Regions from separate parts of the Gossypium hirsutum genome. Here region 2 is linked to region 1. The links are chromatin contacts, called in public Hi-C maps. All regions are on one chromosome and are shown on one strand. The core of a region is the stretch at or near the end of the contact, and the rest is flanking DNA. Distances in the headings are between cores, read along the strand shown. Region 1 holds the start of LOC107907881 (anther-specific protein BCP1). Region 2 holds the start of LOC107909742 (protein JINGUBANG).

Region 1 (7,371 bases), core at 2,801-5,300:
GCTAGACTTTAAATGTTGCCTCTTCTAGTAGTTATCATGTGCGTGTTTGAATTGTCGATATGGAGATTGTAAAATAATTTATATATAATATTCTTGAATCATGCCTTTTGACACCATTATTCACAGGAAAGAGGAGAGAAAATTCCACCGGAGGACTCATTTGAAGCAGCTCGAAAAGTGAAGGAAATGTACTGCTATACATGTTCTGATGTGGTCAAGGTCATCTTCTATTTCTTTGGATTGTGATTTTGGAAAATTTTCTGGCACGACCCTTGGCCACAGTATTTTTACCCAGCTTGAGATACTGTAATGCAGTTTACAAGTTCTGACATTGCAATGGTAATTTGATAATCACTACTGTAGGAGTTCAACAAGCATGACAAAGAACCTGGAAAATATATCAAACATTGGAGAGGCTTTAGACCGAAGACTGGAGCACCATACTCCTGTGATATTGGTTATGAACGGTTTTTAGGCCCTGAGGTTTGTCCTCTTTTTCTCCTTTTTAACTCATTCCTCAAGTTTAAGATTACTGGAAGTTTTGGCATTTTTTCCATATTTATTATGTATTTTTGTGGTTGGGGTTGGTCTAGGATAACTACTGCTAGAGTAACATGTCCTTGTGGGCCAAGTTAAGCACCTGGTTAGCTAACTCTTTCAAATGGCTGGACTCTTGGCTGCCTTATGAAGATTCTACTACTATAAATATATTATACACACATATACATCTCAAACTATAGCAAGCAAGCAAGCAATGGTTTTCCGTGTTCATCAGATTTAGTTATAATGTTTTATAATGTTTTATCATCCTTTTCCTTAGTGTCAATAATTAAGCTATATTCTCTATGCTCTAGGGGTTTGGTCGCCTTGTAGCTGTCATTTCATGTCAACACTTTATTTGTTAAAAAGCAGATTCCTCCTGCTCCTTTTTCTGATCTACCTATCCTAAAAATCTCTCTTTATATAGAAGCATGTATGTCCTAGCTGTGATATTGCTGACAATATGTTGGTGTGTAAACCAACTACAACAATTTTTTTTTTCTTGTTATATGTTGATTTCCATCAACAGAAACATAATTGTATCTTATGGAGGTCAGAATACAGGTTCTTTTTTGCTTTTTCACTGCTGGTTAGATTTCTTAATTGAATGCTTTGTCTGGTTAGATTTCTTAATTGAATGCTTTGTCTTTTTTTTTTTCCTACTTTGGTGATGCAACTAGTTGATAATACATGCTGTTCAAGAAATAAGAAGTTGATTAACTTGCTGCTTATAAATTGCTTCTTGAGTCTTTTTGCTGATGTTACTGTATTGGTGGGTTTGTCAGGTTTTCTTTAGTCCTGAGATCTACAGCAGTGATTTTACTACTCCCTTACCAGTTGTAATAGATAAGTGCATTCAGTCAGCACCAATTGACACCAGAAGAGCTTTGTATAAGGTTAAGTATGCATATGCCCTCTAGAAAAAGACAAGCAGATTGCAAATTTTGGTTCTTAGGGAAGATAAATCTAAATGAAACAGTAAGAAAGTATTATGTCATGCTCTTTACTTCTTGATAGAACAGGCTGTTTTGAGTTTAACTTTTGTAGGATGATGTTCTTGAAATGTGATTTACTTTATTTTGAAAAGTGATTATTTTACTTTAAACTCTTGAATCAGTGTCTTGCTTTATTTGTTTGCTGATTAGAATTTGTTTTCTCAGATCCGTTCTGATACTGATCTTTATATTTAAAGTCTTAGCTGCTTGGTTCCTACTCTTTTACCAAAAAGAGTTCTTAGCCTAGTTCCAATATAATGATAATGGCTTGTGACAGTTGTTGGTTAAATTGTTGATAATTACTAAGCAAACAAAGCTTGCAGTTAAATACATAAGACTGATGACTGAATTGAGAAAAGGGAATTTTTTGCCTTTTTGCCATATTTTTCTATAAGTACTTTTAGTTGCCACTCTTTTTTCACTATTTAAATACTTTTCAGAATATAGTTTTATCTGGTGGATCCACCATGTTCAAAGACTTCCACAGAAGGTTGCAGCGGGATCTGAAAAAGATTGTTGATGCTCGAGTACTTGCGTCTGATACTCGGCTTGGTGGGGAAGTAAAAGTAAGGATATTTTTGCTTGTATTTTAATCCTTTTTTTATTTTAAACAGCTATAATCTCTTCTGGGCCTTCACCTTCCAGGCACATCCTGTGGAAGTTAATGTAGTTAGTCATCCTATCCAAAGATTTGCGGTATGGTTTGGAGGTTCTGTACTTGCATCAACGCCTGAATTTTTTGCGGTATGATCCTTGCTCCTAAAGTCATCGTAGTCTCTTATTTCTATATAGGCTGCTGAATGGCTTTGAATTTAGCCATTATACTTGGCCGGTGTTCTTGTTTGGTCGGCTTGTTAATTGTCCAATATGCTTGCCATTAGTATTGTGTTATTTCATCAAACTTAATTGTTAAAACACTAAATTTTGGATTTTGGCTGAAAGTCTCCTAACCTTCCCTATATGCAGGCATGTCACACAAAAGCGGAATATGAGGAATATGGAGCCAGCATTTGCCGTACAAATCCTGTTTTTAAGGGTATGTATTGAGGAAAATATCTGTTTGTCAGCTGATTATTGAAAAAGCATTATCTGATAATGCTCAAGTGCGTAACTTGCTATTTCCACTTTCATCTTGCACATCAAGTTAATTCCCTCATTCCGGCTTTGCTTGGTGCTTGTGTGTATTTGCTGTAAGAGGTGGTATAAAACATGGTAACCAGTCTCAATTGCAGTGGTTAAGAAAGAGAAGTTCATTTTTTAATTTGGAGTTAAAAAGGGTCCTCACAGTCGCCTAGGAATATCAGATATAAATCTGAGGAGCTGAATTCCATTTACAATGTTTAGCTTACTTAGGGATGTGATAGAGATTTTACAAAGTTTAGGTACATTTTCTGTTATAAAGCAAAATTGGAGTAGTAATTTTGATCTAAGAAATTTATTTTCTGACATTCTTGTAATTGATATTAGTCCTTCGTTTGGTATAATAATATTAATCGAGATGTTAGCAAATATGGTATATGTGTACTGTGCGAAGCAGTCAATGTGCAGACTAGGTACAATAATGATGTTTTCATCCTTTTCTGAATATGGGATTTATATCCTTCCCATTTTCCAAGTTTATTGTCTTTGTTGCATGCTAAGAAACATTATTATATTGGTGAATGTGTTTGTCATGAAATCAAAAGCTCAAAAACACTATCTAAGGGAGCCATGATTGGTTTTTGAGCTTTACTGGACCCTAAAACGAGGAACACTTGTTAAAAACCAAAGATTTAATTATTTCTACTTTCGATTTGCTGTTTCTAACCCCAATGCTTTTGCTTGAATTGTTAACCAAAGTAGGGCTTATTATTTTATAACTAGTGCTTGTTTCTTAATAAAAATGTCATATTTTATATAGATTATAAAGGGGATTGAGATTTTATGCTTATGGTAACGAATATTACATGGACTAATCAATTATTATTATTTTACTATATTTTAAATGAAAAATGTGAACCTTATTTTTGAAATCCAAAAATTCATATAAGTTTCCTATTTATGTATATATATTCATTAGTTTTATTCATAAACAAATACAAGCAGCTGCCTTTGCAAACCTCAATTTTACCAGACTATGAAATTAAAGTAGACGTACAAATTATGGTTAATAAGACCCTTTTTCGAGGTTTACTACTTGGATTGAGACGAAGCTAATTTAGAAGACGAAGTAGGTAGCAATGGCAGCTGCCCCAGTGAGAGCAGCCGCCCCAACGGCAGAGACACCTGTGGTGGTTGCATCACTAGAAGGAGCAGGAGCCATGCTTTTAGCTTCCTGCTCACTGCCAAGAGGGGCAGCAACAGCGTCATTAGAAGCACCGGGGGAGGATGCACCTGCTCCATCATCAGTGTTGCCGATGGTATCATCATCGGGTACTGGGACTGCAGATGGTGCTTTAGAAGCTGTATTGGCGGCGGAAACCAACCCGACAAGAGCTATAAAGACCAAAGCAAGAACAAAGCTTTGGCGTGCCATTATTGATATTGGTGGGGTACGTGAGAAGGAAGAGAACAAGAAGCAGTAATTAAAAAGAAATGGGGTGATGTTGTTCTCTAAGGGTTGGTTATATGAATGGAAAATTTATACCCGCACAATTACGGAGGAGGAGTGGGAGAGGTTTATAAAGCCTTCAATTTGGCCAAAAATAGGGCAATGCTTCAACGCAAAGCACGGCTTCCTAGTTCACATCCATTTCCGATGATTCTGGAAAACCATGCATATTTTGTTGCGCTACACCTTGTTTTTATTAATTAAATCATTTTCTTTCATTTTTTCCATTTCATTTCATTACCCAATGTCTTATGACTTAATAAACACTGATATCATTATCCTACGAGGGAAATTTATTTAAAAAAAAAATAAATTATTTCAAAATCATAATAATTTGTGACTATGATAGTATTACTAACAATACGGAATGTTATCATAAGATATGAATCTCATATTTAGGGGCGAATCTAGGGGGTTGGCAGGGATCCTGGCCCCTTAAAATGAAAAATGGAGAAAGATTTCTATTTTGGCCTTTTAAAGTTTTAAAAATTTTAAATTGATAAAGATAAAATTACACTTTGGCTTCCCTAAAAATAATAAATTTTTTATTTAATTCTTTAACAATTATATTTTTACTATCATAAAAATTATAATTTAATTTCGTCCCCTAAAAAGGTTTTCTAGCTTTGCCCTGTACATCTTGTTTGAATTAATCAACTCATTAATTTGATTTATGTGAAGGTTAGATTTAATGTTGCAATATGGGTTTCAACAACAACAAATTTTTATTTATTTATTAAATTATATATTTATATTAAATGTTTTGTATTTCAAAATAGATAACAAATATAAGGTTTAATTGTAAAAAACAACCAAATAAATTTGCACAAAATCTTTGATAAGAAAGTCACTGTTTTTGAAAACTTTGAAATGTTTGAATTTCACAAGGACTTATCACCATTTTAATTAGGGCTTAATAACTAATCGATTGAGGATCATTCAGATTTAACATACAAGCTGATAAGATAAATGTTATTTAAGTTTGAATTATATATATGAATTAAAGTTGTCGACTAGCTTACTTAGGTATGAGGTTTGAATGCTTTATTTTGTTCGTAGGATATTTTTTCTTGGGTAGTTTGTCCTTGGTCGGAGAGGTTTCTTACTCACACTTTGAGTAGAGTGAGTGTAAATAATTGTACATGAATGAGGTTGCTTTTACCTTGTGTTAAATAGTTAGGATTTTAATCATTGGATACAAAATTATTTAGTAAATTCATTCCATAGAGGTAGGTTTATTAGACCTTTCGACATGTCAATTATTGTTTTTGGTGAGCAAAATTAAAAGATAAAACCTTCGTCCCTTAAGAAATATAAGTGGCAGCAGGCTTGGACACAAACTAATATACTTTAAAGTGGTGACATGTATAATGGACCATTGTAGAATTAGACAAGTTTCACACCAATGGTGAGATAGAATGTAAAGAATATATACTCATTGGTGTGTTATCACACCATTTAGATAAGAAGCGGTGAAATTGGCGTACCATACCACACCACACCCCCTAATTTTTATTCGAGCAGGAATCTTGAATTGCTAAAAACATTCCTTGTGCTATATCCCTATACTTTCAAACCCTCGTACACACATACAATAGTTGTTTTTGTTACTAAATTTATCATTTTGATAATATCTTAATATATATATATATATAAATTGATATGAATCAATAATATTCTTTTTATAATTAAATATATTTATTTGGATAATAAAATATGACTAATTTTTCTACAAAATTTTAATATAAGTAACGATTTTTTTATAAAATTTTATTTATATTGTAAGGCCCAATATTTTTCCGGCCCGTAATAATAAACCAAATAAACATTTAAAAGTCCAAAGTCCAAATACATGGGCCCAACATGGCCCAAATCGTTTTTAATCTAATACCCAATACAATACCTAAACCCGAACTCTAGCCCAAAATACCCAAACCCGAACTCTAGCCTTCAGCAGCCAGCAGCGCCGCAGTCGAACCCAGGGCCTCCCCCGCGCGTGCTGCGCCTCTACGCGTGTGCACCTCCTACAGCTAGCCATACCTGCACACAAACAAACAACAAAGGGCAGAGAAGCAAAAAAGGACGCAACAAAAAGGAGAATAACAGAATAGATTTTGATATTTTTTTCTTTTTTTTCGATTGTTTAGGCTATATAAAAGCCAAACAGAAATTTGTAAAAAAAGGGATACAGAGAAACTAATGTAAAAACACTGAAGCAGAATCAATAGACAAAAAATCAAAAAATTTCTGAAAGAAGGTGTTCTTTTTTAGTTCTTTCTCTCTTTTCGTTTCTTTTTTTCTTTTCTGTTTTGATATTATTAATCGTGCATAAAAAAAAGGGAAACGGTTAAAGAGTTTACCTGGTGGCCGGATCTTCTTCCATTCCGCCGCAATCGGAGTTGGGCGAAGGTTTAAAGGCCTTTGAATGGCCTGGTTACTAAGCGGCGTTGAGGACCATGAGGGTTCTTTAGTTTTTTAGAAAAATGATAGGAGGCTGTTAGTTTAGGTTTTAATTTAGCTTATATATCGTGAAGAAGACGGCACCGTTTAAGAGCATGCTTCAGTAGCTTTAAAAACGACACCGTTATGCTCAAATCCGTGCGGTAACCCGACCCGGGGAAGGATCCGCGCGTTTTGTAGTGTTTAGGTATATTGCGCAAATAGTCCTCTCAATTTTGCAGACTATTTCAAATTGGCTCTTTGCTTTTTCTTAATTTTTGCTCTGCATTTTAATGTTGTCTCATTTGAGTCCGTGTAATTCACGAATCGCAGATTAATCCTCCGTTTCTTTTAAACTTCATTTGTGGCCCGTTAATTCTATTTCGACTGTAGATTAGTCCCTTTTGTATTTGCGTTTTCACTATTCAGTTTAATATTATTATTATTACTATTATTATTAGTAGTATTATTTTTTTATCAATTTACCTAACCTTTTTATATACATTATTTTATTATGTAGTATTATTTTAAGTTTTCCATATATTATTATTTAATTTCATAATGTATTATTTTATATATATATTTTTTATGAGCCTAGCATAGTTTGCACACTTTTTTATGATTTTATTTATAATATATCCTTAATACTCATCTATATATTATTTATTTTAAAACTTTTGTATGTATAATTTATTGATTGTAATTTCTCCTCTGGCTATTGATTTTTTAGTATATCTTTTAAAATTGAATATTAATCCATTTAATTTTTGAATATTTATATTGGTATTTGTATAATGCATGATTGAA
Region 2 (7,371 bases), core at 1,699-4,198, 270 kb before region 1:
CATGGTTTTGATCTTCCAAAGTGACACAAAAGTATCTTAAAGAAAGTGACTCTTTTTTCTAGAGATGGAATATTAGAAATGTTATGCATATGTAATTTGGGAATTATGATCCTAATATATAATTTTTGCACATTAACCTTAATTTCTAATCAACCTATCATTAATTAGAAATTAATTATTAGGGTATATACACATATTTAGCTCATATTTTATTTAATAATTGAAACTCAATAAGTCTTAACCAAATTAGATCATTTTTAATTTGAGCTAATATTTTATGATAGTAAATAATAATATGTAATTATTCTTTTTATATATGTGATGTTCATATGATCCAGCAATCTCCCACTAGGACCACATATATACACTAATTGCATTATAATTATATGTTATGAGCTCAAAATCTTACTATCATATTCAAAAGATATTTTCAACAATCTCGTCAATTAATTATGTTAACATAGAGCCAATGCGACTTTACTTACATATACCTTAACTAAATTAAACCATGACATTAACAAAACCAAATAACATAGATCAAATATGGATGTGTAGCATGAAAATTACACGAAATGTGATCTAAACATGTTTATTTCCAACTAGTAGGGGTGTTCAAATTGTTAACCAATTTGTTAAATTGAACTGAATTAGTATTAATCGAATTAACCAAACTTTTTAATCCTTTAACCGTTAACTGAACCAAATTTTTTTCAAAAAAATTTAATTGAACTGAAATATTTCGGTTAATTCGGTTAACCAATTTTTTTTTGTTAAAACAAGTATAAAACATATATAAATAAATAAATTGATAATATTCATTTGACCGAATTATCCAAATTAGTAATAGCATAATACATATATTATTATTTATTAAGTTCGGTTCATTAGATTATTTACCCAATTTCAAACCGAATTAACCGTTAACTGAAATTTTAAAAAACTTTTAACTAACCTTTAACCAAACTAAATTGGTTAACTAACCGATTAACCAGATTAGATTGGTTGGGTCGATTAATTTAATTTTAACCGAAATTTGAACATCCTTATTACCAACTGGTCCTTAAACCATAATAAAATCAAAATTTATCAAAAATAAATTATAAATAAATCAAATAAACCTTATTTTTATAAAAAAATCTTAAAATGCCCATAAACTAAAATAACAAATATATGTATAACATAAAAACATTTAAATTACAAACTCGAAGAATGATGGTGGCCAGGTGTAAGATATGCACACATAAGCACATGTACGGTGCCTCAAATATATCTTACTTTTATTACTTAGAATTACTACATCTAATTAATATTGCAATTGATTATCCTGAAAAAACATACTATTGCAATTAAACATTTTCTTTTTTCTAAATGAACAACATGAAAATAATCATATATCTTCCAGGAAGCAAACAAAATTGAAAAAAATAAAAGAAACAAAAGAACAAATAATCCAGGGTTGGTAAAACGTCCAGGACCATATCAGAAAAAATTTAAGCGGCCGCAAATTTTCCTTTTCTTTTTACGATGTATTTATGATTCAATTCCTTTTTTTTCACAAATTCCATTTTCAGAAATCCGTCGCCGACGAGGGATACCGGGTTTCGAAAACGAGACCTTCCACATTCTAATTTCGCCATCCAGGCTTCCGCTAATAACCGAAACTACATCACTATGTTCATCGTCTCTGACCGCCGTCAACGACTTCACCGGCTTCTGGTGACCTTCCAAAACCGCCAAACAACAATATTTCCCTTCCACTCCACGTTGCCAGATCCTAACCGTCCTATCAGCGGACCCGCTCATTAGTAAATCACAGACGTTGATCAAGCATAGGATTGCCTTTCCATGCCCTCTCAGCGCTCCCGTCACCACCATGTAATTGGCGCTATCTTCCCTCTCCCATACCAGAATCGAACGGTCACACGCACCGGAGAATAGCACTGATCTTTCGTCGTCTAAAGCCAGTGCGTTTACTGCTGACTTATGCTTCTCAAGAGTCGCCACCAATGCGTACCGCTTCTCGCCTGAGGGTTTCGCCCAGACCCGGATCCGTCGGTCAGCAGACCCTGTATAAACCGTTCCGTCGAAGGAGGCGGTGATGGCGTTAATGGCGTCGTCGTGTGCTTTAATAGACTGTAAACAACGCGCATCCGATGCTCGCCATATCTTCAAGGTTTTATCCCAAGAAACTGAGTAGATTAAACCTCTATTGACGGCGAGTCCAGTAACGGCGTCGGCGTGTTCGATCCACAACCGCTTCACGTGACGGCGAACATTGACATAGTTCTTTGGGAGAACAAGACGACGTAAGCGGTCGTTAACGGTAGGTAGGGCGGTTAAGAACTTGTGCTTTTTAGTCACCGTCATTTGCCAGACTCGGATCTTAGAGTCCTGGTGAGCAGTGAAGACTTTTCCGTCACAGAAAGTGACAGACTTAACGGAACCGGAGGATGATTCGTTGCCGTTGTAGGCATCGAGAAGAGTGGATGTTTGGCGATCGTAGACGCTGATTTCGTTAACAGAAGCAACATACAAGAAGTTACCCTGAACCGCAACGCAGGTGATCGGGTGGTTGGGTTGAGGCATAATTGAAGAAACGCTGATGTCAGAGACGGAAAAGACTAAGGTATCAGGGAAAAGCTGTAAGGAAGGTACAGATGGCAGGGTCTGGAGGGAAAGGTTGCTAGGGAGGCTGCTGTAGCTCGTGTCACTTGAAGAAGCTGAAGATGAGGTGGCGCTCCCTCGATTATCGGAGAAACTATCGGAAACCAAATGTTCCGATAAGCGCGGTTGTTTTTTAGGGAACGGAATGGTGGAGTCCTGGGTTAAAGTGGCGCAGCTGCTGGTTGCGCATGTAGCTAGCCATGATCGGACCTTCATGCCGGCCTTTCAGACCTAAAACAAAAATATAGAAGCTAGGCACGAGAGAGGATTGAAGCAGGACCTTCGTTGTGGTTTATAATTATATAAAGAAAATAAAAGGTAATGCCACGTGGAGTTAGAGAGTGGATAGGTACGATCAGTCCTAGGCTCCAAAAGGACAAGAAATGGCACGTCAAGAGGAGTAGTTTTGTAATTTAATGGGGGTGCTCTTTCCCAGCTTGCTGCTTTGCAAATTACAACTCTGCAGCGGGAAAGATTCATTTAGTTGGCTAACCGCGTCCAGCTCCGTAAAATAGAATTTAGGATTATCAATACAAATTTTAACTCAATATTTAACATAAACAATTTATATTTAAAGCATTAACGTATATATATTGTATTAGTTTATAATTTAAAAAAAAATTAACTTTCAAAATTTATAAATAATCTTAAATTCATTCTAATTCTAAAGAATTCAAAAAAATATATAAAATACATAAATACTTTCAATAATAATAAATTTTATATTAATATTAACATTAATAATAAAAAATATAATTATATTAATATTAAATTAAATAAAAATCCTCCCACCTCCGTAGCTCACCCCCTCCCACCACCATTCCCTTACCCCCGAGGCAATTAAGAAGAAGAATGAGAAGGAATATTACAAGTATTTGGATACAAATTAGCCATGGAATTCGGAAGCAATAGAGGGACAGTGGTGGGTGGGGGTACGAGGACGGTGGGAAGGGAAGTTCCGGTGGGAGAGAGGGAGAGCGACTGGAGTGGGAGATTTTTATTTTATATTAATATTAATATTAATATAAAATTTAAATTTATTATTCTATCTTTTGAAAATATTTACCTAATTTTGAGACCATTTGTAAGTCTTGATGGTTAATTTTTTAAAATTATGACTAAATTAATATAATATGTAAAAGTTGAGAAATAAAATTGTTATTATACCAAATTTTTAACTTCTACATCAGCGTACCGTTTGTGACTATAACAGGAGTGGCTAGAATAATTGAAATATATAATATGAGTGCTTAAAGTATAAACATTTTATTTTGAGTGCCTAAAATGAATTTATTTTTATAGTTTGGTTACTATCTATATAGTTTACTTAGATTTTATATATTAAAAATTAATTATACTATTAATGTATATTTTATAAAAAAATATAGTTCAAAAAATATTTTTATTTATTAATTGTAGATTTTTTAAAATTATATTATTGATGGATTAAATTGATTTGATGATTTGGTTATTTCCCCAATTTAATTTTTATACGGGCACAAATCAATGATATGAAAAGTTGGAAATATTTTTCTCGGTTAGGAAAATGGGGTCATTTAGGCTTTAGTTAGTGTAATGATGGCGGCCTAGCTAGAAGATATTTAACTAAGCTGTCTTCGATTGAATCATTTGCATTCTTTCTCCAAAATAGATCATTTTAAGAAAAATAATAGAAAGGAACATTTAAATTTTCATGGTACAAAAAGGAAAAGTCGAAATCATCACCCCACAACTTAGCTTAGCTGTTTCAAATTCTAATTTGATGGTACATGAATGTACACTTGAATCTCTAATCCATTCTTATTATTGTTTCCTTGTTTCTTATATCTACTTTTTTGCAAAATAAAAAAAAATCCCAAAGTAGCATTAGTATGATGAAGTATTTCTGGACTTTAAATTATCATAGTACGAACAATAATCTTCATGAATATTTGATAGATATAAAGAAATAAATAACATGAAAGAAACCATGTAAATGTGCTTTTGAAGAGGAATGGGAAATTATGAAAAGAGTTACTGCTTTTCAGTTTGGTAGGCTTACAATAAATAACATGAAAGAAACCATGTAAATGTGCTTTTGAAGAGGAATGGGAAATTATGAAAAGAGTTACTGCTTTTCAGTTTGGTAGGCTTACTGTGAGATATTTGAGAGTTCCGCTGGTCACAAGGAAATTAAATGCTACAGATTGTGCTCCTTTGATTGAGAAACTTACCGGTAGAATTAATAGTTGGTCATCTAATCAACCAAGCTATGCCGGAAGATTGCAATTAATTGAAGCTGTCATTTACAACATTAAACCTTATTAGCCTAAAGGAGTTCTTAAGAAATCTGTTCCAGGTATTTCTAGAAAGGGAAAGACAGTGCAGCTTTTGGTGCAAGAGTTAGTGGGCATAAGATTTGTTCACCTAAAGCTGAGGGTGGATTAGATTTGAAAAAACTTGAAGATTGGAGTAATGCATGCATTTTGCAGCATGTTAAAGTTATTCTTGCTGGACAGGATCCATTATGGATTGCTTGGATTAGGGAGTATGTTCTAAAAGATATAAGTGTTTTTGGGATGTCACTAGTGGTTCTTCAAATAGTTGGAACTGGAAAAGACTACTCAAGATGAGAGAGATGGTCGCTCCTATCATTTCAAGACTATCTAATGGTAGTAAAATTATCCCAACCACCTAGTTGTGGGAGGAAATTAGGGATAAAAAAGAGAAGGATAATTGGCAAAAGTTGATTTGGTTTCCATTACATATTCCCCAGCATTTTATTATTGCTTGGATGGCTTTGATGAATAGGCTTCCGACTAGTGAAGGATTAGTTTCTAGAGGCATGAATATAGAAAGTAATTGTTTGCTTTGTTTCAGCGAAGCTGAGACCATGAATCATATTTTTTTCTTTTAGCAATTGAGACTTGGAATCAGGAATTATCTTGGGCTGGTATCAAATTGAAGAGCAAATCTCTTGTTTCTGTTATCCTTAAGCTTGCCTGAAATGCTTATATTCATATTGTTCGGAGGGATAGGAATCACAGGTTTTTTGGTAGATCTCATGTTAATGCATATGGTCTGCTGGTGAAAGGGCTAGCTTAGTTAATACGGAAGCATGGTAATAGATTAGACTTCGTTAATAGGAATCTTTGTAGAAACTGGAGTTTGCATGAATTGTAAAATGTATAGGCATTGTTTGTAAAACAGTTGTTTTGTATGAGAAATTTTCTGCTTTCAGAATAATAAAATCACGATTATCCAAAATGAATGTGTTCTCAAAATAAATAAATAAATATTCCCTCAATCTGAGAAAAAAATGTCATAGTTGATATTTATGAAATCAATTTTTTTACAATAACCTCAATTATTTTAAATATTCTAATTAATCAAATTTTAAAATAGTAAAACAACTTCATTAAAGCTTTTATGATATATTCTTCCAGTTTTTTATCCCTAATAAATTTTTAAAAAATAGAAAGCCAAAATTGAAATTTTTTAACTATTAAAAGCCGTATCAAAATTTATATAATATAATTATGAATATAATTTTTTAATATAAAACGTAACATTATAATATATCAAAGGATAGAAGTAATAATGCATGAATGGATGTGTTGGACCCAGGGTGGGGGAGCAGCAAACAAGAGAGCCGACAATCGCTTATGGCCATTCAAATGGTTTTAAAAATGGTAATCCAAGGAGGGCAAAAGGCTAACCAGCCTTGCCCAGTGTAGGTTGGCGTCTAGTGCTGCTTATGCAGTGGGCGTAAAAGTAGACGTGGACCTATTGTAGTAAATTCACGGAAATAGCAATCCATTTGACCATTTTATTCAACACTCTATTCTTGGCCCTAATCCAATGTCTTAGAATTTGACTTTTACTCTAATCTGTCGAATAATTTATATCATCATTCACCTACAGCTTCTAATGAAGCAGCAGCTGGAGGCAAAAGCCAAATGTAATTTGTTAAGGATACAGCAAACAGGGAGTGTTAATTATATATAATTTTCAATATTAACTAAAATCCATGTAATTAAAAACAATTTTTTTATTTTATTCTAAGCTCATTTTGCTCTTCCTTTTGAGGTTTAAAAAATGGAATATGAATTTAAATTGATTGACTTGGAGAATTTAATTAAACAATATTCTAATGTAAAATAAAAGCTTAAAACATGATTTAGTCTCTAAATATGTGGAGTGTGCCTCATATTTTGGTGGGAATAGGGTCGACGTCGTGACGAGTAACGTCCTGATGAGCTGATAGCGACATCATGATGTGGCGATGTGTTCCCTATTCAATTGGGTTTCTTCTCCTAGTTAAAATATGTTACATTTTTTCAATCTAACTCTAATAAATCTAGGATATTCTAATCAAAGTAGTCACGAATTTATCCTATAAATAAGACTTTTAGCAATCCTAGAGATTTTGATTCAACAACATAACTAAGAGAGTTTTGTGAGAATTTTGGGAGAACTTTGTATTTTTGGGTTTGGATTTGTTTGTTTCTCCATCTTGTACTCATCTTAGGGTTTTTTCCGTTTTAGTGAAACTTTCTTTGTTCATGGTTTTTTATACTCTTCAGAGAGGTTTTTCCACGTAAATATTTGTATCCAATTTTCTCATTTTTCATTCTTGCTCGTTGCATAATTCAAGTTTAACTTAACAAACTGGTATTGGAGCTTGGTTCGGTTTCTGCATTCAACCCGTTTAGAGATGACAATGAT

The links. A called contact is a pair of places that touch in the nucleus more often than the background predicts.
Region 2: a contact with region 1 is called in a Hi-C map of leaf, with 1.8 times the contacts expected there. The contact joins the promoter of LOC107909742 here to the promoter of LOC107907881 in region 1. A contact is called at or near these places in 2 of 34 Hi-C or Micro-C datasets (leaf and petal).

What each region holds. Positions count from the first base shown.
Region 1 is chrD02:58,681,071-58,688,441 of Gossypium_hirsutum_v2.1, reverse strand. LOC107907881 (anther-specific protein BCP1) reads right to left here and starts at 4,050. Exons shown (of 1, transcript XM_016835192.2): 1 at 3,733-4,050. The coding sequence starts at 4,050. The coding sequence ends at 3,733. LOC107909738 (actin-related protein 3) reads left to right here. Exons shown (of 9, transcript XM_016837377.2): 4 at 127-219; 5 at 364-483; 6 at 1,326-1,436; 7 at 1,976-2,101; 8 at 2,181-2,279; 9 at 2,502-3,044. The coding sequence ends at 2,582. It overlaps LOC121214741 (a long non-coding RNA gene), which reads right to left and starts at 6,973. Exons shown (of 2, transcript XR_005910466.1): 1 at 6,486-6,973; 2 at 5,939-6,165.
Region 2 is chrD02:58,952,866-58,960,236 of Gossypium_hirsutum_v2.1, reverse strand. LOC107909742 (protein JINGUBANG) reads right to left here and starts at 2,948. Exons shown (of 1, transcript XM_016837380.2): 1 at 1,156-2,948. The coding sequence starts at 2,880. The coding sequence ends at 1,531.